2 separate regions of the Zea mays genome follow, and region 1 is linked to region 2. The links are chromatin contacts, called in public Hi-C maps. All regions are on one chromosome and are shown on one strand. Each heading gives the region's core, a stretch centred on a gene start, on an enhancer-like site or on the middle of the called end of the contact. The rest is flanking DNA. Distances are from core to core; before and after follow the strand shown. Region 1 overlaps LOC100191632 (lipid binding protein). Region 2 holds the start of LOC103647892 (10 kDa chaperonin, mitochondrial).

Region 1 (6,418 bases), core at 880-3,379, 160 kb before region 2:
GGATTGTGATAAATAAAATCCTTTTATGGTTTGTAGGACCTCAATACCCAAGAAATATCTAAGAGGACCAAATCAGACATCTGAAATTCTTTGCTAAGATGCTTCTTGACTTGAGAAATATGCTCAGAATCATCCCCTGTAATCAGCATGTCATCCACATATAATAATAGTATAGTACAGCCTTTTGTACATGTATGGATAAATAATGCTAGATCATGATCACCAGAAGAGAAACCGACATCCTTGATGACAGAAAAGAATCTCTCAAACCAGACACGAGGGGCCTGTTTCAGACCATATAAGGCATGTCGAAGACGACAAACATGCCCTGATGGTGCATCAACACCAGGAGGTGGATGCATATAAACTTTTTCATGTAGATCACCATGAAGAAAAGCATTTTTAACATCCATCTGAGAGAGAGTCCAAGAGGATGAGACTGCAACAGCAATCAATGTACGAACAATGGTCATATGGGCAACTGCCAACTGGTGCAAAAGTCTCATCATAATCAAGTCCTTGAGTCTGTTGGAAACCACGAGCCTCGAGACAAGCTTTGTAGCGCTCAATGGAACCATTAGACTTTGTCTTAACTTGAAAGACCCAATTGCATGTGATGGGCACAACATTAGTAGGTAAAGGAACAATATCCCACGTACCCGTGCGTTCAAGAGCAGCCAATTCCTCAAGCATAGCAAGCTGCCACTCAGGGATACTAGAAGCCTCATGATAAGAGGATAGTTCAACAATTACTGTAGCAGCCAGTGGAAAACCATAGCGATCTAGAGGTTCAATGGTGCAATGGTCACGAAGACAATATCCCTGATTAAAAACAGCAGATGACTCAATATTGTTAGTACAAGTATCCACAACTGGTTCTGCATCAGGACTAGGAAGGATGTGGACTCTGTGGGAAGACATATGAAGGATGTGGACTCTATGGGAAAGTATGTGGAGCTGGTGGACGAGTTGTGGAAGAAGGGTCCGTTTTCATTGAAACTCATATCCCATGAAATATGAATGCGACGAGAAGATGGATCATAACATCGATAGCCTTTATGTTCAGGACTGTAGCCAAGAAAAACACAATCAACAGATTGAGCAGTCAATTTAGTCCGTTTGCGGGGTGCTAATAAGACATAACATGTGCATCCAAAAACTCGAAGATGATCATATCATGGAGAAGTACCAAACTTAGCAAAGCATTTTTTGGAGCGGTGAGTAGTCTGTTTACAATGCTCACAAGGTTGAAAAGAGGGACGCCTGGGTTTCTGAACAGCAGCCAACACACTGTGAGGACCCTCACCAACAGAAGAAGACATTGACTTAAGACGAGTCTCTTCAGCAAGTAATTCAGACAACGCCTTAGCCATGGTGAGAGTGTCAGAAGTATGAAGCAATCGGGCATGAAGTGTATCAAATTCAGGTCGAACTCCCATAACAAATTTGTAGGTGAAGAACTTCTCAATAAATTAATGAGTGGGACATGGAACAGTTGTACAAGCAGGCACCATAGAGGTCAATGCACCCATCAGACGATCAAAGGCTGAGTAATACTCATCAATAGACATATCATGTTGTTCAATGGTATGAGTTTGTTGCATAAGGGTGTGTAACAGCGAACCACTATCTTGAACAAAGTGTTCCTTCAAATGTGACCAAATAGCTTTAGCAGTTGTGAATTTTGACAAACTCATTATCATAGATGATCTGGTACTGTTGACCATTGCAGCCATAACTTTGCCATCATTAATTTGCCATGTTTTGATCGCTGCAGCATTGCTTCGATCATCAGCAAGAACTAGTGGAGCTTCAGTGAGGTGGAAGAGTAAACCAATGACCTCTCAATGCAGTCTGAACACAAAAGGCCCACTCAAGGTAGTTCTGACCATCAAGCACAATATTGACAACTATAGTATTGGCTGGCATAGTGATGAGAAAGCAACTGAATGAACGATCAGAAAACTTAGTGACAAAATCACCGAAGGCGAATCATATCCGACCAAAGAATAGGTCCCAGCGGCAGCAGCCCAGCAACCAGGGAATACGAAGACCTCAGAGCCGCACAGGTCTGGTCAGCCCCACCGGGTTGCAGATCCAATGGGCTGGTCGCACGTGGACAAAGACCATCCACACGCACGGGCACAGACGGCGCCGTTGGAGACGCGCCACTGGACGCGTGAAGCAGAGCAAGGGCGGGTGGGCGTCGCCAAAGAACATCTGCTGCCGACCGCCGGTTACCGGAGAAGACGCGTCGCCGCGAGAGACAGGACGTGCGGGCGGACGCGGTGGCCCGAAGTTCCACCCGCCAGAGATAGGACACGCGCGTAGGCGGACGTGCAGACGGACGCGACGGGCGCCGGAGAAGACATGACAGTCCGTGGCAGTCAGACACGTAGGCGGACGCGACCAGGCGGGCGCCACCAGACGTGCGGGCGCCGACGGACGAAAAAAGTGGTGTGATTAGAGGGAGGGATTAAAGCTAACCCTAACCTACTTTGTTACCATGTTACCTTTGGAAATGACAAATGATGATTAGTCCATAGGGGCTGCAGAGATTATATAGAGGCCAGCAGGCCTTAGCAATAGGATGGGCCTTAACACTCGCCAAATACCTTCGCTTTCAATTTGACTTGATTAGCGTGTTATCATCATTTCAACTAAAATACTTCTCTAGTTCTAAAACCAAAAGCTGACTGAGACAGTGGTGACCGTTGTTTCATTGAGTCACCAGGCTGCGGGTTCAAAGCAGCCTCTCCGCATTTGCGAGGAAGGCTTGCCTCGGTTTATCCCTTCCCTAGACCCCACTCAGGGCTTGTTCGGTTGGGACTGGATTGAAGGGTATTGGAGGGAATTAAACCCCATACTAGTCAAAATTGAATAGAAAGGAATTTAATCCCCCTCAATCCCCTCTGATCCTCATGTAACCGAACAAGGCCTCATGTGGGAGCCTCTAGCACTGGGTTTGCCCTTTAAAATCAAAAACTGATTAAAGACGAAGTAGGAGCACTATTGTGTTGTAAATCTTACGGCAGATCATGACTATGCCTAGCATATCCATTCATTCACAACTATAACTAGAAAATGTGATGGAATTAAAATGCCATAGAGCCAATTCTACGGTCTAACCTCATACTAGTTAAACCTGTAAACCTGCACCTAAACCTGGAAAAGACATGCAAATTGCATCAGCTGACCTGACCACGAGGTTTCTTGTCTCGTTGAATTTCCAGGTCCTTCACAAGATCTAACCATAAATCCTTCACTTTTCCTGGCTGTATATCAGCTAAGTCTACTCGAGCACACCCAATGATCTCTGATGATTGGAGTCCTTCATCATCATAAATTTTTACAGTCAAGTGCTGCGTAGATATGTCCTCAACCACAAATTCATAGTGCTCATTCCAGATGGGATTCAAATCATTGTTCTGCAGAAGAATAAGTTAGGATGACATTCATCTGCCTTAAACAAGAGAATGCACTTACAATTGTTTTGCTTTTCTTTGTTTTATCATGCAATGGACGTATGTATATCAATGCAAAAGGGTCCGACTTTCCCACAAGATCCTTGTTCTTTAGGTCCCTAGCTTCCACCAGTTTTACTTCTAATACCCCAGTAGGTTTCAACTCCAAGTCACTGAAAGAATAGACATACTCAACAACCCAATGACAAACATACATACTTCCAGATTATGTATGCAGTGAGTTACCTATAGTCTCCAGGTACAATGGGAACAATTATGCGATTCGGCCATGTCAGTGTATCCTCAATAGTATCACGTATTGTCCCCTGAAATTGTTCAATAAATGTAACATGACAGAAGTAGTACATGCTAAAATAAAGTGGATGATGTATTAAAAAAACCTCAATTGCATCAGAAATTCCTGGAATAGCAGTCATTTCGCCACCAATAACCTTGAGGGTAAATTCCACCTTGCTCTGAAATCAAACTAATCAAAACATGCAGTCTACTAGAGTCATTTCGAGGAGAATTAGATCTGAAAGAAAAATGTGATACCTTCTCCCTTAAAGAACAGCAAACAGCTCCAAAACAGGGGAATTCAGACACCAGCGGTTTAAATATGAGCCGAAGTACTCCTGTGAATCCAATATTTTTCACCTAACATGGAAAAAAGAAACATGTACTTAGTACTCTATATAATTACACCATGATCTAAAAAAATATAGCCTGCTACATAACATCAAGCATATTTCAAATGTTCAACTGCTCAAAAAAATCGTGCAACATTTTCCCTTCCATGATCCATGCATAAGCAATAGGGATTGCATGAAAATAGTAGATTGATTGATTAGATGAGTACATGTATATATAGGCCACAGGAGATCTTGGCCTATAGAAACAATACCAACCAAGAATGACTCTCCTATTCCTAATCAATCAAGGGCTGGCCAGCTATGCTTAGGATTACATGGCTCAAAACCCAAGCTCAATACTAACAGAATGCACAAGAATATATGTCTAACAGAATGCACCTGAATAACAACAAAGACAATGGAGCCTTTTAGTCTCAACTCAAGTGTGTTAGAGTAGGCTAGAGATGAAACCCAACAAGAGCCACGAACAACAAAATAATAATTGTTCCATGCCATTGCACTGAATATGTGTCATGGACCTTCGGTCCATGGGGATAGCTGTCTTCTCCGGCGAGGTTATACCCCTCTGCCGCAGGCTTGGTTCTAGGGTAGCAGCCCTAGGCGCTTGAGAGGGTCATTGCAAGGGAGAGAGATTGGTTTGATAATGATCTTGCTTGATTTATTCCCTGTTGCCATGTGGCTTATAAATAGCCCTATGGCTAACCAACTTCTCCTACAAACTCTCAACTAACTCCTACTTTCTTGGACTTATCTGCTGCTAACCAACTCTCCACAATTCTCTCATCTCAATCTTATTCTCTAGCCTTATCCTAGCTCATCTCAATCTTGTTCTCTAGCCTTATCCCAGCCTGGCTGTTGCCTCTCGCTCCCTATGATGCCCATGACATCTCCCCCTCCCTTGAGGACCAGCTCGTCCTCGAGCTGCCATAGACTTACCTGACACGACTTAAGGTTAAGCCTTTTACATCTCGGCTTACCTTTATTATTTAAGACGAAAATGCAAAATAATTGTGGAACTAAAATATAAATTTGAACTGTAGCTATGTCCTCCTGTCCTCCTGGATCCCAAGGAAAGAGCTGAACTGCGGACTTCACGTTGGATGAAAGGTGAAGGAGGAACCAGCCCGTTCTTATGTTGGGTCTGTCCAGCACCAAGGCAGTTGCCCGAATGAAGGAGACGACCCTCTTTGGCCGTGCAGGGGGATTGCATACCCAGATCTTGACTTCTGCAGGGGATTCAAAAAGTATAGACGAGACCTGGTGGTTGGGCGCGCAGGCTGCGAGTTGGTGCAGCGATGAGCTGATCAGCAAGTGCAGCTTCCGCACCGCCCGCCTAACAAGGAAGCCGCGCACTGCGGCTTGCAGGCGCACCACGGCCTGCTCATGTGATGACGGCCATGGGGTGGCCCTGGAGGCCACAGCAAGGTGCTTCTCCCCACGAAGGGACTGTACCTGGCGGCGTGCCAGGAACCCTCGCGCTGCCTCCTGAAGCCGCACCGCTGCTTGGAGTTCCTTCTCTGTCTTCTCCTTGTAGCGGTGGAACATCACAACGAATTGATCCCACTTCTCTTCGAGCCGAGTGAATGCATCTAGAGTTGGAGAGGGCGGGTGGGAGGGCGTTGCGGCGGCAAATGGCGCGGCGGCTGGTGGTGGTGAGGGATGGGCGGCTGGTGGTGGTGAGGATAACCTGGAGCTGATACCAGGTGTCATGGACCTTCGGTCCATGGGGATAGCTGTCTTCTCCGGCGAGGTTATACCCCTCTGCCGCAGACTTGGTTCTAGGGTAGCAGCCCTAGGCGCTTGAGAGGGTCATTGCAAGGGAGAGAGATTGGTTTGATAATGATCTTGCTTGATTTATTCCCTGTTGCCATGTGGCTTATAAATAGCCCTATGGCTAACCAACTTCTCCTACAAACTCTCAACTAACTCCTACTTTCTTGGACTTATCTGCTGCTAACCAACTCTCCACAATTCTCTCATCTCAATCTTATTCTCTAGCCTTATCCTAGCTCATCTCAATCTTGTTCTCTAGCCTTATCCCAGCCTGGCTGTTGCCTCTCGCTCCCTATGATGCCCATGACAATATGTTTCCAGTTCTTCAAATCATGTTTGCTAGGATTGAGTAGAACTGTTTAATGTTTTTTTGACACAAAACTGTCTGTGGAAAAATAGAAACCAGTGAAGATGTAGCCGTTAGTGTTATGTTGGGGGCCCACTTTTGAATGTCACAAGAAGATAGAGGCAGAGGAACATCAGCACGCTTACACAGTTCAGACTTTAGAAGTGTTGGGGACTAAGAAC
Region 2 (6,371 bases), core at 3,739-6,238:
ACAACTTTGGCACCGACACACTTTCTTTTATTCTGCATTCCACTAACAATTATAGATATTTAATTATGCTCCAATATGCCATAACAAAGTAGAATAGTCACTAATTTTCTTCCATGTTTCACAGATTTATTTATGCAGAAGTTGAAGATGGCTGCAGAGAAAAAGGTTTGTATATTTATTTTCCAGTATCAGGAAGAGCAACTCAATACAATGGTGTGAAACGTTTTTGAGAGCTTTGAGTAATGTTGTGTGTCTTTTAGATATGTTGTTTGAAGAAGAATAAATTGGAGGCACACACTACTTGGCTCCATGTATAATATCTGGATTTGAAAAATTGTGCTGAATATATCCGGTTCAGTTAAATACCAGCAGACGACCCAAACTTATAGGAAAATACCACTCATATCTCCATTAAGGCGATGCTTTATCTCAGTGCCATTTGTTGCTAGTCTACTCCTTTGTTCCACCCCCTTCTCTGTTCACCACCGAAGTTGTGACCCAATTTTGTGGTTATGCCCATGTAGCTCCTGTTGGTCTGAGTGGTTGAGAGTGAGAGGAATGCTATGAAGGATTGGCTACTAAGTTGACAAGCTTTTGGAGGTTGTCAAAGTACATATTTTTTTCATGTGTTTTGGGTGAAAATATACATAATAGAGAACTGTTTATGGAAATCAACAGGGTTCCTTGTTCTGGTTTTTGCCTCATTCTGGTGGGTTTACTGAATTCCTGAATCCTGAACCAATAGTTGCCCTCCGAAGTCCTAATCTAGGAACAATTTGATTGCATAAAACCAATTTCGTCAGCAACCTCCATATCCCACTCCATATCCCAACAGTGTTTCTGGAGATGGCCTAAGTAGATTCCGTGTATACCAGAAGCTGCTGTAAAAGCTTTACAATCATGGTTGTTAAGGAATGACAAGATCATTTTAGAAGCCAGGAAATAGATTGTTCTTGGCTTCTTCCCTGAAGACTTAGATTGGTGTACAATTTGATGTCGGTGGTAGCATCACTACAGCCACAACTATTTTGGATACCGTATTTCTGTTTATGGCATGCCATTTTTTGGACTATATGTTTGGGTAGTAGTATTGTATGGTTGGTGCACTCTTGCCACCTTTGTTCGAATACACATTAACTTTCTGGCAAGTTCGAACACACATTTTTCTGCTAGTTTAATAAATTGTTTTGCCTCACACTATGGCAGATTGGAACAACAAAAGCAGAGTTCTTCTGCAAGGCATTTGAAGAAACTCATGAGAAGCTTGTACTGACTTGCCTCCCTCATTCGACATTTTAATACCGACAACTATCCATACACGCTAAAGTTTTTTTTTCTGGAATTGGCCCATGTGCATGCATGCAGGTTTACAAAGAGCTGAATTTGGATGCTGCTAAGAAGTTTCTGAGCGCATATGAGAGCTGATGATGAACAGTAGGTAGATGCTGCTCAAGGATAGGCAGGTGTCAATGATCCTAGAAAGTTGTTGATGCTGTCGAGATTTTGATCATTGACAAACTTGTGTTGTGTGCAGACAGTAGACATCCCTTTTTGGTCAGCTACACTTCTTTTTTCAGAGAAACTTTTGAAGTTGTCCAATTGTACGCTGATATACGTTTTTCTCGGTTTGCTCGTCCCCCTTTTTTCGCTCTAGAAGCTCTGAAACTAACCAATCCAGGTAACCCGTCTACTAACCCATCTGTAGGGTGACAATCCGTACGACCGTACCCATCTTAGGACTTGTTCGGTTATTCCTGTTACCTATGGATTGGATGAGATTGAAAAAATTTGAGAAGAAATTTAACTTACTTGAGATTTAAACCCATCCAGTCCCACTCAATCCATATGGATTGAGAGCTAACCGAACGAGCCCTTATAATCCATATGGATTGAGTGGAATTAGCTGAGTTTAAACTCCAATCAAGCCAAAATTTTTAGACCTTGTTCGGTTATTCAAATTCCAAGTGGGTTGAAATGGATTTTGACTTATTGTAGATTTAAACCGACTCGCTACCATCCAATCCACATGAATTAGCGTTGAAAAGAACAAGGTCTTATTCATCCAATGCATGTGTAATAGAAATAATCGAATAAGGTCTAAAAATTCCTTAGACACATCTGAGTTCATGTAACATGGTGAAACCTAACTAGTTTATAGTTGGATCACACCCACATCCGTACAATTACAGCCGGAAACGGGTGCAGCTGCAAGCTTGTCGTGCTGGTGTCTACAAGTAGATTATATACCAGCAGGGCAACAGCAGCACAGCAACGCCTACGGAAATATCAACAGCTTTCAGCAGGGTGCAGCTGTGGATCACGCAGTTCAGCTGCACTTAAAGGGGTGTTTGAGATGGCTTCTGATTCTAGCTTACAACTCCAGCTCCACCAAATTTTTTAGAGATGTAGCTATCCACACAGGGCTAAACAGCCACTGCAGCTGCCGATCGAATGCGGCTGAACAGCCGCTTCAGCTACTCGTTAGCAACAGTGCACTTCAGCAGCAACAGCGATGCAATGCAGCCTTGTGTAGGGACGTGGGTGGGCTAGCAACCGAACCAGGCAACCCGTATGCGGGATCATGCGCCATCTTCAGTTGAACAGCACCGATAATCAGATTGAGCGGCATGCCCAGCTGCTGCCTTCGCCTTTGATGGATCGTGCAAAGGTTCACAAGTAAATCCGATCCCGTTAATTGCTAACTTAAAACAGAGAGCACTTCAACAGGGGACAGGGAGGAGAACAAAATATTGGGAACCAGTTCAAATTCGAAAGTTTTCTAAATTGCATCACAAAAAAGCAACAAGTTTTATCCTCATGATATGATGTTTCACCACAAATTTATGACATCACGACAGGGCACAGTTCTTTCTGGAGTTTGTTCCCAGCTTCAAATCCTACGCATATCACCACCACCCGCTTGCCCGCGATCTGAATCAGTCCACAAGTGTGCCCAAAATGTCATCCTCTCTGAAGAGGAGGTACCTGATTTTTTTTCAGAAGAGCAACGGCTCAGGTCAAGAGAAACAATTGTGATGATGTCATAAACAGAAAAATAATCTTGAATGAAAACAAATCAAACAGCCTGTTAACGCTGCATTTGCTTCCCACAACTGATTGTATTGCCAGGTAGCAACCAGAGATGTTAAGATACGACATGTTTTTATCTATAGACACAAAAACCATGGGTTGGCATGCAGCGCATCTAACAACCACAAAACATTTGACAATTAAAATACTGTCCTAAAATAGTAGTCATTTTAGCACTTGGTTTTAATGTCTATATTTAGATCACGATGAATCTAGACACATATAAAACACATACATCAAATATTGTATAAATCCACTAATTACCTAAAGTGAATTTTAATTTGGGACCGAGGACTAGTTGCTACCATGATTCCATATCATATATTATGGATTTGTGCTAGTTCAACATGTCAGGATGGTTTTTTAGAACAGCAAATAATACAGCTGCAAGACAATTTTTTATATATTACAACAGTTCTACTGTAGTACTGTGTGCCTTATTGAGAGATTGATCAGGCAGTAGCAGTATAGCACAACATTTTCAAGCACAGAAGAACGCTTACTCTTTATCAGCCGCAAGCTTGACTTCAGATCCACCATACTCGGGCAGAAGAACAGTGTCGCCTTCCTTCAGAGCAACTGGGATCAGATTGCCTGCCTTGTCGCGCTCACCAGGGCCAACAGCCACCACTTTAGCAGCATTCAGCTGCACCAAGAGCAACACTGTTAAACAGAGAATTGATTCTAAAGCTACAACAATTCGTTCCTCCAGTTGAACACACCCAAATACAATGTTGAATACTAAATAATTAATTAATAAGTCCAAATTGAAAACGAAAGTATCTTTATTTGAAACAATACAGAAGGATATTTCCACAGAAATATTGTTAAACAGTGAATTAATGTACACTTCAAAAACATAAGACAATTCGTTTCTCCAGTTGAAAACCAACACTACCCAAAAGCCATAAAGAGAGGAAAATGTAAAACTGCAACTAGCCATTAAAAGCATGCTAAATTAAAAAGTGTGAAAAGAAAATAGAAACTCAGATAGCTACTAGCACATGAACGTTTTCAGGTAAAAACTTAAAAACTTGTTCTTTTTTTAAGAATAGAAACTCATGTAGCTTACTGAAATCCCGCAGACAATGTGGTCAGAACCAACGGGACACAAAAGTTTGGAACTGCATGTAGCCATAAAGCATGCTATTTAAATTTATGCTTCATAAAAAAAACATACCCAGTTGTACGATAATATTGTTATACCTAAGTTAAGAATCGCAGTCCAAACCAAGCAATCTGAATCACATAGACCTAGCTACAACCCAATGAGAACTAACTTCACCGGTGGGTGGAAGAATCGAGAAAATTTGCAGCTGCTTACAACTATTCGCAATCTACAAAGCGATCCAAATCGCCCAACCTGCAACCGCCCAACCCCTGCAGACGTTTTCAGTTAGGCAAGCGAGCGGCGCGGAACACCTTTCCTGACACCATGATCTAAACGCCCCTCGCCGGAAACTGAATCCACTAAACTAATCAAAAACAACATTAGCGGGCGATGGTGCTGCTACCTGCTTGGATGTTTCCGGGAGGAGGATGCCGCCGGCGGTCTTCTTGGGCTGCACCAGCTTCTCCACCAGCACCCGGTTCAGCGACGGGAGCAGCCTCTTCGCCATCGCCGCCCTCCTCTCGTTTCCCTTCTTCTTGCGCAGCAAGACAAAGAAGAAAAAAGCTCGACGCTTCCACAGTTCCACTCGCGGCTCGCCTCACCGATAAACCTGGGTCCTGGGTTTAGGGTTTTATGAAAGGGTGCGATGGCAGTGGAAAAATTACGAGCCTGTTCCTGGGGAATTGGGGATGTGCTCTGCGCCGCCGCAACGTGCCAGCGTGCTCCCGGCCTCTCGGGTGCCCTCTAGAACGTTCTTCATTGGCTGGTATGGGCCGAGCCCCCGGATGGCCCACTATTTCTCTAACAAGAGTTTCTGGGCCCGCTAAAGGCGAGCTACTGCTTCTTGATAAAGCCTACGGCTCATTTAGTCGGGCTGTGGCTACACGGTCCCAGAACACGATCAAGAGGCCCAATCCAGCAGGTTTGCAGTGCCGCCGCGGCTGTTAAGTAACCCTAGTTAGGGTTATGTGGGCAAATACCGACTTTACCCCTGAGGGGTCTCACATCTCTATATAAGGAACTTGTGCACCCCTCATAATACAGAGAAGAAAAAGAGGCCAGAGGCCCAACTCTACACCATGTGTCTTGTGTACTTTTTGTCATGCTTATGGGAAGGGAGACGGGTCTTCTACAGTTTCTTGCGCCTCTGCTGCTGACGGGAGGGAAGGGAGTGGATATGGTGATCCGTGGTGACGTAGTTCTCAACACGTTATCAGCACGTTCTACCTCGACGTTGCCGCGGAATCAGATCTGCATCGACTCTCCGTCAAGTCGGCAGGTCCCTCGGCCTAGCCGAACTATCCTACGCGACAGACTTCGATTTTCCTTCTACGTAATTGTTGAAGTCTAAAATGAGCCTTGCGGACGGTCCGGCCCTGAGGCCGGACGGTCCGCGGTCCAGACGGTCCGCGGTGGCGGCGCGGACGGTCCGCGCGCGCAGAGTCAGTTAGGGTTCCTAGTTTCTCGCGGGATTTGTTGCCTAAAACCGCGGGATTAACTCGGGAAACAGTTGGAAACGGATCCAGACCTCCCCCTTTATATAGATGAAGGGCTACGGCCGATTGAACCCCCCATCAATCGAATAAATCAAGTCTATTTCTCGTTTTTACCTTACGCATTAGGAATAGTTCTAGTCTAGTTCTAGTTTAGCCTCTCAATCTCCAAATTCTCCGTCTCTCTTCGACTCTACGTCGATTAGAGGAGTCTAGGTCGGCCTGCCGAGCCTAGACGACACCTAGGATCTCTCCTCCCCGACGGGGTCCCTCCCGGGAGCGAGATCCAGGCGCCGCCGGCGACCTTCGCCACCCCCTGCGCACGCGCGGACCGTCCGGCCTGTAGGCGCGGACCGTCCGGCCGTCAGGCAGGGAACCTTTGCCCCTGCTCTAGGTCGCGGACCGTCCGGTCCCTGGTCGCGGACCGTCCGCGCCTGTGCAGAGAGCACTGCCGCCGGTTCTTGTTGAGTGTTTGGCACCCGAAAAAGGTGTCAACATACTTTTTGGCGACTCCGCTGGGGAAGGTGTTTAGATCTACTAAAAATCAGGCCCTCAAATGGCCGGTTCTAAAGATCACACCGATATCTCCCCGGACAATATCCTGAAGCCGGCTGTTGAAAGTCTGACGGTCGATGAGCAACAGCAATACGAGGACTACATGCGTCAAGCGAGGGAGA

What was found. A called contact is a pair of places that touch in the nucleus more often than the background predicts.
Region 1: a Hi-C map of leaf shows a contact between it and region 2, with 5 times the contacts expected there. The contact joins the enhancer-like site here to the promoter of LOC103647892 in region 2. A contact is called at or near these places in 4 of 25 Hi-C or Micro-C datasets (ear and leaf).

The regions. Positions count from the first base shown.
Region 1 is chr2:220,570,227-220,576,644 of Zm-B73-REFERENCE-NAM-5.0, reverse strand. LOC100191632 (lipid binding protein) reads right to left here. Exons shown (of 13, transcript NM_001137061.1): 6 at 4,020-4,121; 7 at 3,866-3,940; 8 at 3,711-3,790; 9 at 3,487-3,637; 10 at 3,198-3,428. Among protein-coding and RNA genes, the nearest start is that of LOC111590896, 10 kb to the left of the region's middle. Within about 2 kb of position 2,129, at least 15 of the 20 cell types and tissues checked have an H3K27ac peak or open chromatin away from gene starts, as enhancers often do. A contact at or near this core is called in ear and leaf, where this site is marked.
Region 2 is chr2:220,417,928-220,424,298 of Zm-B73-REFERENCE-NAM-5.0, reverse strand. LOC103647892 (10 kDa chaperonin, mitochondrial) reads right to left here and starts at 4,988. Exons shown (of 3, transcript XM_008672388.3): 1 at 4,605-4,988; 2 at 3,594-3,736; 3 at 2,678-2,985. The coding sequence starts at 4,709. The coding sequence ends at 2,937. It overlaps LOC100272332, which reads left to right. Exons shown (of 6, transcript NM_001165457.3): 4 at 125-165; 5 at 1,207-1,266; 6 at 1,366-1,583. The coding sequence ends at 1,425.